Linked DNA regions of Sus scrofa: region 1 is linked to region 2. A link is a contact called in public HiChIP or PLAC-seq data. All regions are on one chromosome and are shown on one strand. The core of a region is the stretch at or near the end of the contact, and the rest is flanking DNA. Distances in the headings are between cores, read along the strand shown.

The links. HiChIP or PLAC-seq counts read pairs in DNA pulled down with a chosen protein or histone mark.
Region 1: a contact with region 2 is called in an H3K27ac HiChIP or PLAC-seq map of alveolar macrophages. The contact joins the promoter of PPM1K here to the promoter of HERC6 in region 2. A contact is called at or near these places in 2 of 5 promoter capture datasets (fetal skeletal muscle and liver), 3 of 47 Hi-C or Micro-C datasets (alveolar macrophages, embryonic fibroblasts and epiblast stem cells) and 2 of 2 datasets of contacts at active chromatin or transcription factors (alveolar macrophages and skeletal muscle).

What each region holds. Positions count from the first base shown.
Region 1 is chr8:130,744,004-130,750,511 of Sscrofa11.1, forward strand. PPM1K (protein phosphatase 1K, mitochondrial) reads left to right here and starts at 4,204. Exons shown (of 7, transcript XM_021101768.1): 1 at 4,204-4,422. It overlaps LOC110262191 (a long non-coding RNA gene), which reads right to left and starts at 4,074. Exons shown (of 4, transcript XR_002346875.1): 1 at 3,613-4,074.
Region 2 is chr8:130,660,835-130,667,468 of Sscrofa11.1, forward strand. HERC6 (probable E3 ubiquitin-protein ligase HERC6) reads right to left here and starts at 4,757. Exons shown (of 22, transcript XM_021100765.1): 1 at 3,936-4,757. The coding sequence starts at 4,134.

The sequences.
Region 1 (6,508 bases), core at 2,954-5,453, 83 kb after region 2:
ACAGCAATGCCGGATCTTTAACCCGCTGAGCAAGGCCAGGGATCGAACCCGCAACCTCATGGTTCCTAGTCAGATTCGTTAGCCACTAAGCCACGACTGGAACTCCACAAGTGTCCTGTCTTAATAAAAATATTTCTTGCTTATCACATTGTCTTCTGCTGAATTCCTTGTGTGGAAGTATGAAGAACTTGAACCTCAGTGAACCCAAACACCGGGTGAGTGATTCTAACTTAAAACTGTGGGTTTAAGTCCCAATCTGGGTTTAGGCTGGGTTCGAGTCCCAGCACATGAGTTCAAGCCCCAGTCTGTGTTCTGGCTGGGTTCATGCCGTTAGTGCTGTCAGTTTCAGTTTCATTCAAGTGGTTCATTAGCCTAAATCTCAAATGGTTTATGTTCTCACTTGACAGTTTATAAAGCTCCATGCTACCTACCCACCCACATCCTTATGACCTGTCCCAGATGTAATTTCCTGACAGTCACCACTATCAAATAGCTCAATTCTTTAAAGTATAAAGTGAAATAAAAAGAAGCTCAAGTTAACGAAGGTACTGAGCGTTGCATCCACATCATTCTTTTGGATATTATGCAGTGATTTCCCCCATGCCGAGTACCTTTATACCACCTTTAGCCACGATTTAGAGATTCAAAAGCAGAAGTATAAAATTCAGAAGATGGCAACTGCTGGCTTTATTCTTATTCACCTGTGATTGGATGTGGAATGGTATGGTTTTCAAATATAAGACCAAGGACTGTACTAGCACCAAACATAGGCCTATTTTTCAGGACAGTGTAACTGACCTTGCTTATTATAGGACTGTGGATTATTGTCTATTATAGTAAAAGGATGTAGCAAAGTCATAGTATCAAATGCTGGACATGTAGTCTGCAACTGCTTAAAGGAAAGTCAAAACAACCAGACATAATTCAAAATGTTTTAGATTTCCAAACTTAAAATTTCCCATGTCAACAGTTCCTTGTGGCCAAAAGTTTTCGCATTTGTGAGAGCAAAGCCCTTCATTATCTGGTCCAAATGTTTGAGGTAGTGCAATCATGATGAATAGCTTTAAAAATAACTTCGTTGTATTTAAAACTCAGCCACCAAAATGCTCTACCAAAGAAAAGGCCATCGCCAAAAGATATTGGAATGTTCATAATAGAACTATCTGTAATAGCGCCAAACTGAAAACTACCCCAACTTCCATCCGGATGAGTTCAAAATTGTGGTATAGTCACAGAATGAAGTAAAATGAATAATCTACAACTACCTGCAACAATATGGAAGGATCTCACAAGCATTAAGAAGCCAAACAAAAGAACGCATTCAGTTATGATCATTATACAACTACAGATGTAATAAATTCATATGAGTAATAATTAAAAAAAAAAAAGAATGCATTCAGCGGATTAAAGATCCCACGTTGCCTTTGTGAGGATTCGGGTTCCATCCTTGGCCTTGCTCGGTGGGTTAAGGATGCCACGTTGCTCTAATCCAAGGCATAGGTCAAAGATGAGGCTTGCATTTGGTGTTGCCAAGGCTGCGGTGTAAGCCTCAGCTGCAGCTCAGATTCGAGCCCTAGCCCAGGAACTTACATGTGCCACAGGTGCGGCTGTAAAAAGAAAAAAGAATGCTTACTTTATGCTATTGTTAGGGGACCATTGACTGAAAGGGCCCACCTTGCCCAGGCCACAGTAATAGCTACTTCCTTGAGTTGTCTCACTATAGGAGGCCCTGATAAGGAACTCCTATATTATATATATTATATTATATTATAATATATATCATAATATATTATATATATATTATATTATATATTATATTATATTATATATATTATATATATTATATTATAATTATATTATATATATTATATTTTATATATATATTATATAATATAATATATATAATATATATATAATTATATTATAATTATATTATAATATATATTATAATATATTATAATATATATTATATTATAATGCATTGCGGCATTGCGCTGAAGACCAAAGGGAGGCTTAGGGAGGGGTCAGTGGGAGGGAGGAGACAACCAACCTCCCAGAATCCTTGGTGCTGGACCAAGTCTCGGCTGAGGGAGGTAGGTGCCCACCACCAAGAAGGTCCCTGCGCCAGACCAAGTATGGACTGAGCAAGACGACTGGCCAGAGACAGCTGGGAAACTAAACCCATTCCCATAAAACCTGAGACTGTGAGCCACTTGGCAGAGCGCTTCTCCTGGGTTCCCTCACCCTGCAGCTCTCCCTTCTCAATAAAGTCTTTTTCCTTGTCAGCTCATGTGTCTCCTCGAACAATTCATTTCCAAGTGTTAGACAAGAGCTCATTCTTGGGCTCTGGAAGGCCTCCCTCTTCCTGAAACAATTCTATAAAAACCAAGTCAAAGATTTGGCAAAACTAAGCTATGTTGTTGAAAGTCAGGTTAGGCAACAACCGGAAAGCAGTATTATAAGGTTCTTTGTTGTTAATGATTTTTTTCCTGATTTAGGTGGCAGATACAGAGATGTGCTCAAATTGTAAAAATTCATAGAGCTATAAACAGCTTGGGATATGTGCACTTTTCTCTGTGTGTGTGTGTGTGTGTGTGTGTGTGTATAATTCAATAAAGTTAAAAAAAAGTCCAGGAGTTCCCACTGTGACTCAGCAGTAATGAACCTGACTAGTATCCATGAGGACACAGGTTCTATCCCTGGCCTTGATCAGTGGGTAAGGATCTGGCGTTGCCATGATCTGTGGTGCAGGTTGCCGACGTGGCTTGGCTCCCACTTTGCAATGGCTGTGTTGTAGGCGGGCAGCTGTGGCTCTGATTTGACCCCTAGCCTGGGAACTTCCATGTGCCGTGAGTGTGGCCCTCAAAGACAGAAAATTCCAGGAAGCCCATGAAAACTGAATTTCAACCCAACACAATCTTCAATCTCATTACTAGAACTTGGGGGCCGTCAAGGTGAGAATCACTCTGTAAATAGAGTACTCAATGAACAGGATTCCAAACAGTTGTGCCAGGACCAGGATACCGAATGGGTCAAAACAAGCCAGTGATTTATCTTTAAAGTCTCCAGTCTCTCTGCTTTTCTCTATCTCCAGTGGTATTGCCAGTGTAAACCAGGTCGTCTTCCACCTTGAATCCCCTCTGATCCTATCTCCTAACCTGTCTCCCAGTAACCTCTTCTACCAACCAAAGTGATTTAAAGTCTGAACCCCATCCTTTTACTCCTTTTCTTAAAATGCCTTGAGAGTCTCATTAAATTTAAAATGTAATGCAAATTCCAAATCTTGGCTACACTGTCAGGCCTGATGACCACAGAGCCTCTAGTCCTTGGGCTCAGCGCTCTCCTTCCCTCTTAAACTACAACCACACTGGCCTTCTGTTTTTCCAAAATGTCAAGCTGTCCCACTTAAACACCTTTGCTCTGCCGTCTCCTCTGCCCAGGACAATCATTACCTTCCAGGTTCCAAGGCTTCTGATCTCCCCACTCTTTGTTTAAATGTTATAACGTTCTTATATAACGACCCTCCATATTGAACCTCAACCTCCTATTATTTTCTATATTTACACCTTGTCTACTTCCTTCTTTGATTTATTATGTTATTTGCTTATTTACCTCTTTGTTTTCTCCCTCTTCCGCCTCATTAGACTGGGAGCTTTATGAAGGTAGCTATCAAGTCTGCTTGGGTCAAAATCGCATGCCTGGTATGCAAAAGGTCCTCCACACACGTGGAAACACCTGTCGAATGATGAATCGACTCTCTCGAGGGATCCCGAGATGTCTGTTCAGTCACGAAGAACGTCGCACGGTGAGTTTTTCAAAGAACAGCAATGGCACCAGAGGCCTTTCAACCTTTTTGCCTGGCATAGTGTTGGCATTCCGTTCTTGCTTTCCTGGTCGTCACACTAGGGCCTTATTGCCTCAGGCGGCACACCCCCTCTCCGCGAGCCGCCGGTTTGGTACCACATGTCTCGACCCCACCCATCGCGGGGGCGCTTTCTCATTGGCCAGCTCACCAACGCCTTCGGGAGGGCGGATATCTTCCCTCGGCAGCTACTGGTCCAAGTCTGCGTCGCTCTACCGTGAGGGGCTGAAAGGCAGCCAAGTCAAACGGCACTCGCGGGGAGGCTCGGTCCCATCGGAACCGGTGATTGGTTGAGACTGAGGGCGGGCGCCCCGCCTTGCCAAACGCGGATTGGCCAGAGCGGCGGTCAGAAAGCAGGAACAGCCTTTCCCCCCCTCCCACTAGCCCAAAACCGGGGACAAATTCTCGAGGTTTTCCAGCTGAGGAGCCAGTCGGTGGCTGTTCTAACTGCTTGCTCCAGAGATTGGAAACAACGGAGAAGGCAGTCGTATTGACGGAAAGCCCATCTCCAGCCGTCCGCTGGCTCATTAAAAATTTCCCAGGGACATTACCATCACGAGGTAAGAGCCTGGAGCGTGTCCTTCATTTATTTGTTAACCGTTTATGGTATTATTTACAGGCGGGGTCGCATCCCACCGCTCTGGATCCGCGGAATGGAGAGTAAACGGAGGAGGGTTCCCCGGGGAGGGGAGAGGAACGCGTCCGAGCCCGGCTGTCAGTCTGGGTGCTCTGTGCGCCGCTTTTTTCCCTTTCGAGGTCTGGAGCAGCGTGTCGGGGCGGGGCTCAGCCTCACCCTGGCTGAGCCTCGGGCTGCAGGCCTTTCCTGCACAGACTCTGCGCTCGGCCTGAACTTGACCGCAGGCTGGAGGCGCCTGCGGAGCGAATGTGGTGGGCTGGGTCGGAAGGAGGAAGAGACCTCGGAAGGGACGACGGACGCGAGAAGACAGCACCTGCCTGCTCGTGTTTCCCTTTCGCGCGGCCCAGAGTCGCCCAGCAGCAAACCCCGGACGCGAGGATGCCGCGGGGCTCGAGCTCCGCGCCGTCGCTGCTGCCGCGGCAGGGCTGAGGGCGACGGGGCGACAGCCGGAATCTGTACGCGGAGCGGGTGGTTGGCAGGCGAGACCGCGCGGCGGAAAGTGCGGTACCCCAGCCGCCTGCAGTGCCGCGCGGTCCGGACGCGGTGCTTCCTGCGCGTGTTGCCCTGGCCACTCATCTGTCTGAGCCCGGGAGCCGCGCCCAGGATCGCCAACTGTCCAAAGGTGAGCTTTTCAGGGGATCAGAATAGAGAAGGATGCAGAGCCCTGGGTGGTGTCGATCTGAGGACGTGGGGTTTGCTTTGCCAGAAGAGCACTGTAATCTCAAGGCCTCGTGGCTGTTGTCTCTTTTAGCAGCCGTTTTCGGTAGGGATTTCACAGGGCGTGACAAAGACGAGACTCCGGGTTGCAGCAGCCAAGGAATTTGGAGTCTCTGAAGCTCCACTGGCTTTTCTGGGCTTCAGACTGGGAATGTGCAGCAAGGCCCCTTCAGTCCTCGGCACCATCCTCCGGGGCGGGGGAGGAAGGAGGCTGTCGGTGGTTTCGGACTGAGCAACTAAGGTGACAGATGATGATGGTTTTGAAAAACAGCTATGGTGTCGTAGACTAGGAGAAAAATAAATGTACCATTGCGTATAAAAGATCTCGGTTATAATTGTTCGGTAGTGCGTTCTCGCTGATTTTTTTTTTTTTTTTCCCCACCTTAGTCATTTTCTACAGACCACCGAGGTAGGCACCTCCCTTGACTGGACTCTTAGAGAAGAGGAGGGAGGTGCTGGTGATGTAGTGTAGAATGTACAGGAAAATTCTTCTTAAATGATGGTTTGGAGTGTGATCTGTGAGTTGGATCCACCTTTACTGAAATGTTTTAAAAGATATTTGTGGAATTAGAATTAATGAATATTTTTCACTGCTCCCCTGTTCGTTTCTCTATTCCCACATCTAAATATATATCCACAACAAACCTAAGGGGATTCATTTGGGATCCTTTTTTTTTTTTTCACCTCCTGTAGACTAATATATCTCTTCCTCTTGCTAATAAAGAGGATAGTGGAGTCCACGTTTCCTGAAGTGCATTTGGGAGATTTCCAGAGCATTTGAATTTATCGGGGTGGATTTGTTATTTTTTTATAGTGTCGTTAGGAAATATTTTCAGAATATTAAAACTGCCTGTGTTTTCATTGTGGAAGTTACTGATGTAAAGATACCCGAGTGGCACTTTATAATGGACAGATATGAACACTTCCTAAAATGTCTTTGCTCAAGGGATAGATGTAAGCAGTTTTCAGTAGTACTGGTCTTCATAACTCTTGGATAATTTTGGCATGTGCTTAACATGATGGCAGTAAGCTGTCCTTTTGACCTGATTTCAACAGTCAAGGGCAGTTTAACTCAGATCCCAAGTGCCTCCTGCCAGAAACCATGAGTGCCTCCCTTGTCCAAAAATACATTTGGATAGCTCTGTGTTGTTGAAAGCATTGTGGGATTATAAAGTTGGCATAGATATCTTGTAGATACATAAATGGCTTTTCTGCACGACTCCCTCCCCCAATTTTATTTTTACATCAAGGGTATACCTCAAAGTTTGCTACAAACCAAACGTATTTTTTTC
Region 2 (6,634 bases), core at 3,507-6,006:
TATTATTATTTTAGATCCGATATATAAATGCTATCATATGATATTTGTCTTTTTTTGACTTATTTCATTTAGTTTGATAATCTTTGGGTCCAACCTTGTTGCTGAAAATGGTATTAGTTCATTCCTTTATATGGGTGAGTCATATTCCCTCAAACATATATACCACACCTTCTTTATCCATTCATTTGTCGATGGACATTTCGGTTGCCTCCATGTCTTGGCTATTGTAAAAAGTGCTGCTATGAAGATGGGGGCCCATGTATTTTTTCGAATTAGCGTTTTCTCTTGATAGATGCCCAGGAGTGGGATCGTTGGATCAGACAGTAACTCTATCCAACGACTCATAAATCAAAACCTAAAGTCCACCCCAAAGGTGTGAAGGAAATAGGCTCAATCAATGTGTGACACTATATGGTTGCAGGGCTGCTATTTAAAAGGGTGGGCAATTACTCAGCCATTAAAAGGAAAGAAATAATGGCATTTGCAGCAACATGGATGGACCTAGAAATGATCATGCTAAGTGAAGTCAGTCAGACAGTGAGACACCACTATCAAATGCTATTGCTTAAATGTGGAACCTCGGAGTTCCCGTCGTGGCTCAGTAGTTAATGAATCTGACTAGGAACCATGAGGTTGTGGGTTCGATCCCTGGCCTTGCTCAGTGGGTTAAGGATCCGGCGTTGCCGTGAGCTGTGGTGTAGGTGGCAGACGAGGCTCGGATCCCGAGTTGCTGTGGCTCTGGCGTAGGCTGGGGGCTACAGCTCCGATTAGACCCCTAGCCTGGGAATCTCCATATGCCGCGGGAGCGGCCCAAGAAATGGCCAAAAAAAAAAAAAGAAAAAGTGGAATCTCAAAAAAGGACACAATGAACTTCCTTGCAGAAGAGATGCTGACTCACAGACTTTGAAAAACGTATGGTTTCCTAAGGAGACAGGTTGCGGGGGGAGGGGATGCATTGGGGGTTTGGGATGGAAATGGTATAAAATCTGGTTGTGATGATTGTTGTACAACTATAACTGTAATCAAATTCACTGAGAAAAAATAAATAAATAAAAGGGTGGGCATGTGAAGGAGGGAACTTGTAAGGACCTGATGCTTTGGCCTAACATTTCTCTGTGACAGCAGAGGCAAAACCCAGCCAGACAAGGGGAGCCAGAGAGAAGATGAGATTTTTAGGTGGAAAACTCTGAACAACCAAACAGCCACAAAGGTGTCACCATGAGCTATAGATCTGCTCCAGCCTGCACTTGTCACCACCTGAGAACACCGTGGGACATTTCTGTCTGTTTAAATTTTGGCCAGCTAAAGATGAAACCTCCTGCCTGGACCAGACCCCAACCACCATCCCATGACGATGTGACTCCACACACCACTTCCGCCCTGTAGAACTTCACTCTCCCTAAACGGCGGGGGGCCTGAGTTCTCCTTTCTCGGTGCTCCCAGCCATGCCCCGGTCAATGAAACTGGCCCGGGGGACCTCACTGCTCCAGACGACTGCCTTTTCTTCTCTCCTGCGCGCTAGCAGGGATCACCTCTATTCCACTGCTCTTCCCAGCCCTCAAGAGTGAGAACAGATGAAGTCTTTGCTCAGGAAGGAAAGGGCAGGAAGCCTTGCCTTCCTGTGAGAGGCAGATGCTACATGCTCTCACAATGAAGCCTGCGGTAATTTGGCTCCGATGGGCCAAAAGGACCCACAGTTGAAAACCTGATCACATTTCCCTACAAGACAAACTGTTCTCCCCCAAGGGTGCATCTCTGAATTGTTAGAGAGTTAGGTACTTCATTACCAGGAAAGTTCTTGTTAATACTTAAGGTTTGGTGTTTTTTTTGTTTTTTTTTTTTTAATCTTGTGATCTTTCCTTTTCAATGATTTATTTTTCCAACTATGCAACAATAATAAAAATTCCTAAAGATTCGTACACTGATGGAGGTAGAAACTGGTGCCTCCTTCCCAGAGAATAATTTGGCTTTAAATATCATGTTGTCCCTTGTTTCCACCTGAAGGGGTTCGGGATGTGCCACCCGAAAATGTGCCACTTTGGCATAAGGATTATTCTCAGCTGGAGGCAACTGAGAATCACCAGATGCAGGAAGAGTTCTCTGCCTTCCTCTTCGCAACATAGAGCATAGATTTGTGAAGGTGTGCCGCTCCCCACCCCCCATCACTTTCCCACCAGAAAGAGCAGAGTCACCAGAGCTGGCACTGAGATGAATGCATAAACAGACCTCAGTGAAAATAACAGCTACCACCCATTAATATCCCCTATATATTTCAGTCATTTCCCAAAACAGATCACCCCTCAAAACCTAAGCCCCTTGTTCGCTGTTAAATGGCATATAAACTCCTAAGTCTAACCACTTCTTGCGTTTCACTTCTTTTCTGTCAACTCCTGTGCACATAAAATATTGATAAAATTGTTGTGGGTTTTTTTCTAGTTTATCTGTCTTTGTCAGTTTAGTTCACTAACCCTCATGACAAGAATTAAGAGGGTAGAGAAAAAGTTTTTCCTCTCCGACACATCCCTTGGAATTTATTCCAAGTAAGTAATCAGAAAGTTGGTCAAATATTTACTTAGAATGTCAATCTTAACATTATTTATAAAAGTCCCTAATGAGAAAAAAACCTAATTTCCATGAAAGGGGAATGATTAAATTGTACTCTCAGAGCCTAGAATGTTAGGTGACAACTTAAATTTTATTTTCAAAAAATTCATAATAAAAGGTAAACATGGGAGTTCCCATTATGGCTCAGTGGTTAGCGAATCCGACTAGGAACCATGAGGTTGCGGGTTTGATCCCTGGCCTTGCTCAGTAGGTTAAGGATCCAGTGTTGCCGTGAGCTGTGGTATAGACTGCAGATGTGGCTCAGATCCTGTGTTGCTGTGGCTGTGGCGTAAGCCGGCGGCTACAGCTCCAATTAGACCCCTAGCCTGGGAACCTCCATATGCCAAGAGAACGGCCCTAGAAAGGGCAAAAAGACCAAAAAAAAAAAAAAAAAGGTAAATATGTTCATGATATTATGTTTCGTGAAAAAGCAACTTACAGTTATATAAGCTCTGCATATATAAAACTGTATAATGACAAGATTTTATAAAAATCAAAAATATAATAAAAAAGGGCAAAATAGAAATGCATCAAAATATTAGGAGTTGTCTTCTGGTGTTAGAATTATTAGTGATTTCTCTTTTTGTTGTTGTTGTTAGTGATTTCTCTTTTTGTTTGTTGTTGTTGTTTGTTTGTTTTTGCTTTTCAGGGCCGCACCTTCTGCATATGGAAGTTCCCAGGCTAGGGGTTGAATCAGAGCTGCAACTGCCAGCCTACACCACAGCCACAGCAATGCAGGATCCCAGCAGCGTCTGCAGCCTACACCACACATCACTGGCAACTCCAGATGCTTAGTCCACTAAGTGATGGAACCTGCATCCTCTTGGATCCTAGTGGGGGGGTTGTAACCACTGAGCCGGGACGGGAACTGCAATGATTAGCGATTTCTTTCCCTATTTTTCTACAATGATAGTAAAATCGCTACCACATATATTTACATAATACATATGTTAACTACTATTAGGTACATTAATTTTAGGGAAAAAAGAGGCCCTACAGTAATTCTGAGGGAGTTACAGGTGCCCAAAGCACAAAGCACGTTTGGAAAGTTACTCTGTTCAGATAGATTCGCGCAGGTAAGGACTGGTCTCGAAAGGCAACTTTGCTCAGAGGCAGGCAGTCCAATTTAGTTTGGCTTTCAGTTTCCTTTTGAAAATAAAACTACTAGAAACCGAAACAAACCCGAGGCTCCTCGGGAAAACGAAACTGGTGAGTTGCGCTCTGGCTGCGCGGAGCACCGTTCTCCCGGCTCCTATGGCCAGGCGGACCCAAGGCTCCCAGCCCCGCCACCTGCCTGACCCCGCGCCCCGCACCTGCGTCCCGGCGCTCACCTGGTCGCTCCCCGCGCTGCACGCCCTTCCGGCCCAGCTGGCCGTGGCTGTTGTCCCCGCACGACTGGACCGCGCCGTTGCTCAGCAGCAGCAGAGAGTGCCGCTCCCCGCTGGCCGCCTGCAGCAGCGCGTCGCCTCCCGGGCCCGCCGGCCCCGGGTTCTGCGACCTGGGGCGGTCCCCGCTCCAGCAGAAATACATCGCGCTCCCGCACACAGCCGCCTGCCCGAGTCCTTGCGCTCCTGCCCGCTCGGCCAGCAAGTCAGACGGATGTGCGCTGACTTTCCGGAAAACACCAGGCTAAGTGAACCGCGCCCTTGCTGAAAGCGCGCTGGGGTCCAGCTCGCTCCCCGCCCTCTGTCCCCAGCACTGCCCCGGCACTCGTCATCCCGACGCCTCCCCACGAACCGCTTTCGGAATCAAACGTAAGCCGGCAAGTGCTAAGGAGCAGAGGGACCCCAAAAGAAAAGCGTCTGGATTTGCATCCTAGCTAAGCCGTTTACAAGCTGTGCGACTCTGAGCAAGATACTTAACGATTCTGTGCCTCCGCTACCATGCCAATGAAATGTGGACAGTAATACAGCAAATCTAACATAATTTAATAGATAATATTGTGTTGGAATAATGCCTAGAGTACTTAGTAAAAGCATCAGCATGCCTCTTCTAGACTGTTTTTGGCACTGAAAGTGCAAAATCCTCGTGATGCTTGTATTCATTCTCCTGTTTACATGCAAATAAACAGTAAAATGTCAAGTGGCCACATGAAGAAAAATAAAACAGTAAAGGAACAGAGGATAGGGACAGAAAGAATTAGCGTTTTTGATAAGATATCAGGGAAGGGCTCTCTGATGAAGTGACATTTGAGCAGAGAGCCAAGGGCCTGGGAAAGGAAATGAGTGAAATGAGTCATGTTCATATCTGGGATGAAGGGTGAAGTGGAGCATTTGGAGACTTTTGAGCAGAGAAGTGATATGATCTTTAACTTTAAAAGAATTACTCTGGGAGTTGCCGTCATGGCTCAGCAGTTAGCGAACAGACTAGCATCCATGAGGACGCAGGTTCAATCCCTGGCCCCACTCAGTGGGTTAAGGATCCGGTGTGGCCGTGAATTGCGGTGTAGGTCACAGACACTGCTCAGATCTGGCGTGGCTGCGGCTGTGGCTGTGGCACAGGCCGGTGGCTACAGCTCTGATTCGACCCCTAGCCTGGGAACCTCCCTATGCCGCAGGTGCAGCCCTAAAGAGCAATAAATAAATAAGTAAGTAAATAAATAAATAAATTTATTTTAAAAAATCACCTGGAGAACAAAACTGTAAATGTAATGTGCAGTTTCTGTCCCCAGTACTAAGTACAGTGTGTGCCACAGTAAAAGAACTCAAATGTCAGCGAGATAGTGAATAAAGAAATAGAGAAAATTCTAGAAAAAGTAGAATTCTCAGTTGACTGTGTTCACGCACTTGGAAACCGTAGCTCCCATCTATAATCATGTTTACCATGGGTTGACTAATTTATATAAAATATCTAATTTGATTCTTTCAAGGGGTTTTCTCAGTTAAGGTTCTGTGGGTTGCGAGTGACGGAAAACATGACCTAAGTTCGCCTAAGCAAAAGGGAAATTTACTGGTAGATTGTATTGTTATTATTCAAAAATATTTGCTGTCCTCTCCACCCTGTGGCGTCAAGTTGGAGCATGTGAATTTGCTCTGGCCAATGGCATGCAAGCAGGAAATGTCTTCCAGGCAGACCATTTAAGAGCCAGTACTTGGCAGACACTGTAAGTCGACTATGGTGGAAAAAATAAAAATCATTTTCAAAAGGGCCAGTTCTTATTTTCCCTACTCTCTTTTTTCCTCCATGACAATAATTGGTGATTTTCTAGATAGAGATTGTTCCATCATTCTGGGTCCCAGGTCAAAACAAAAAAAAAACAAACAAGCTTCAACAGGGTTGCAGCTAATCGATGTACTATAAATGAGAGAGAAATCTTTGTTCTTATAAGCCCCTGAGCTTTTGGGGGGTGTTCCTTAGCCTCTTCTGACGGTCACATAACGGAGACGCCTGTCGGCACGGCTGATTTCAGGAAGTGCTGTCAACAAGGACTGTCAACACAGTTCTGATCGTGTCACTTAACTTTTTGCAGGGTGGTCGGCCTAATGGTATGGAATGATAAACGCAAAATCTTCTGTGTGTAATTTAAGGCCCTCTGTGATTCGCTGGTAACTGCAATTTCATTCATTCATTCTCTCTCTCCCTTTCTCTCTGTCTCTGTCTCTGTCTCTGTCTCTCTCTCTCTCTCACACACACACACACACACACACACACAGTTTACTGTCACAATGAACAGCTCGCCTTTTCCTACTTGATTTTTTCCAAATCCACGCCTTTGTTCATTCTGTATCATTCCGAGAAGAGGGTTTTCTTCTCGCCTTTTCTGTTTATGAAACGATGTGTGTCTCAAATGCCCCATCTCTGTGAAGTGCTTCGTGGACTCCACAACATCCAGGACGGCTTTCTGGGCAACGGACGATGACCTCCGAAGCCACGCTCCCCCCGACGTGACACTGCTCTCACTCCGTACCGCTCTGCTGTGTCACCATGGCCCAGCCAGCCTGTGCAGCCACACCAAATCCTAGCGACGGGTCTGTTACACAAAACAGCGCGTGGCCCTTCGTAAATACCCAATAACTATTAGATGAATTAA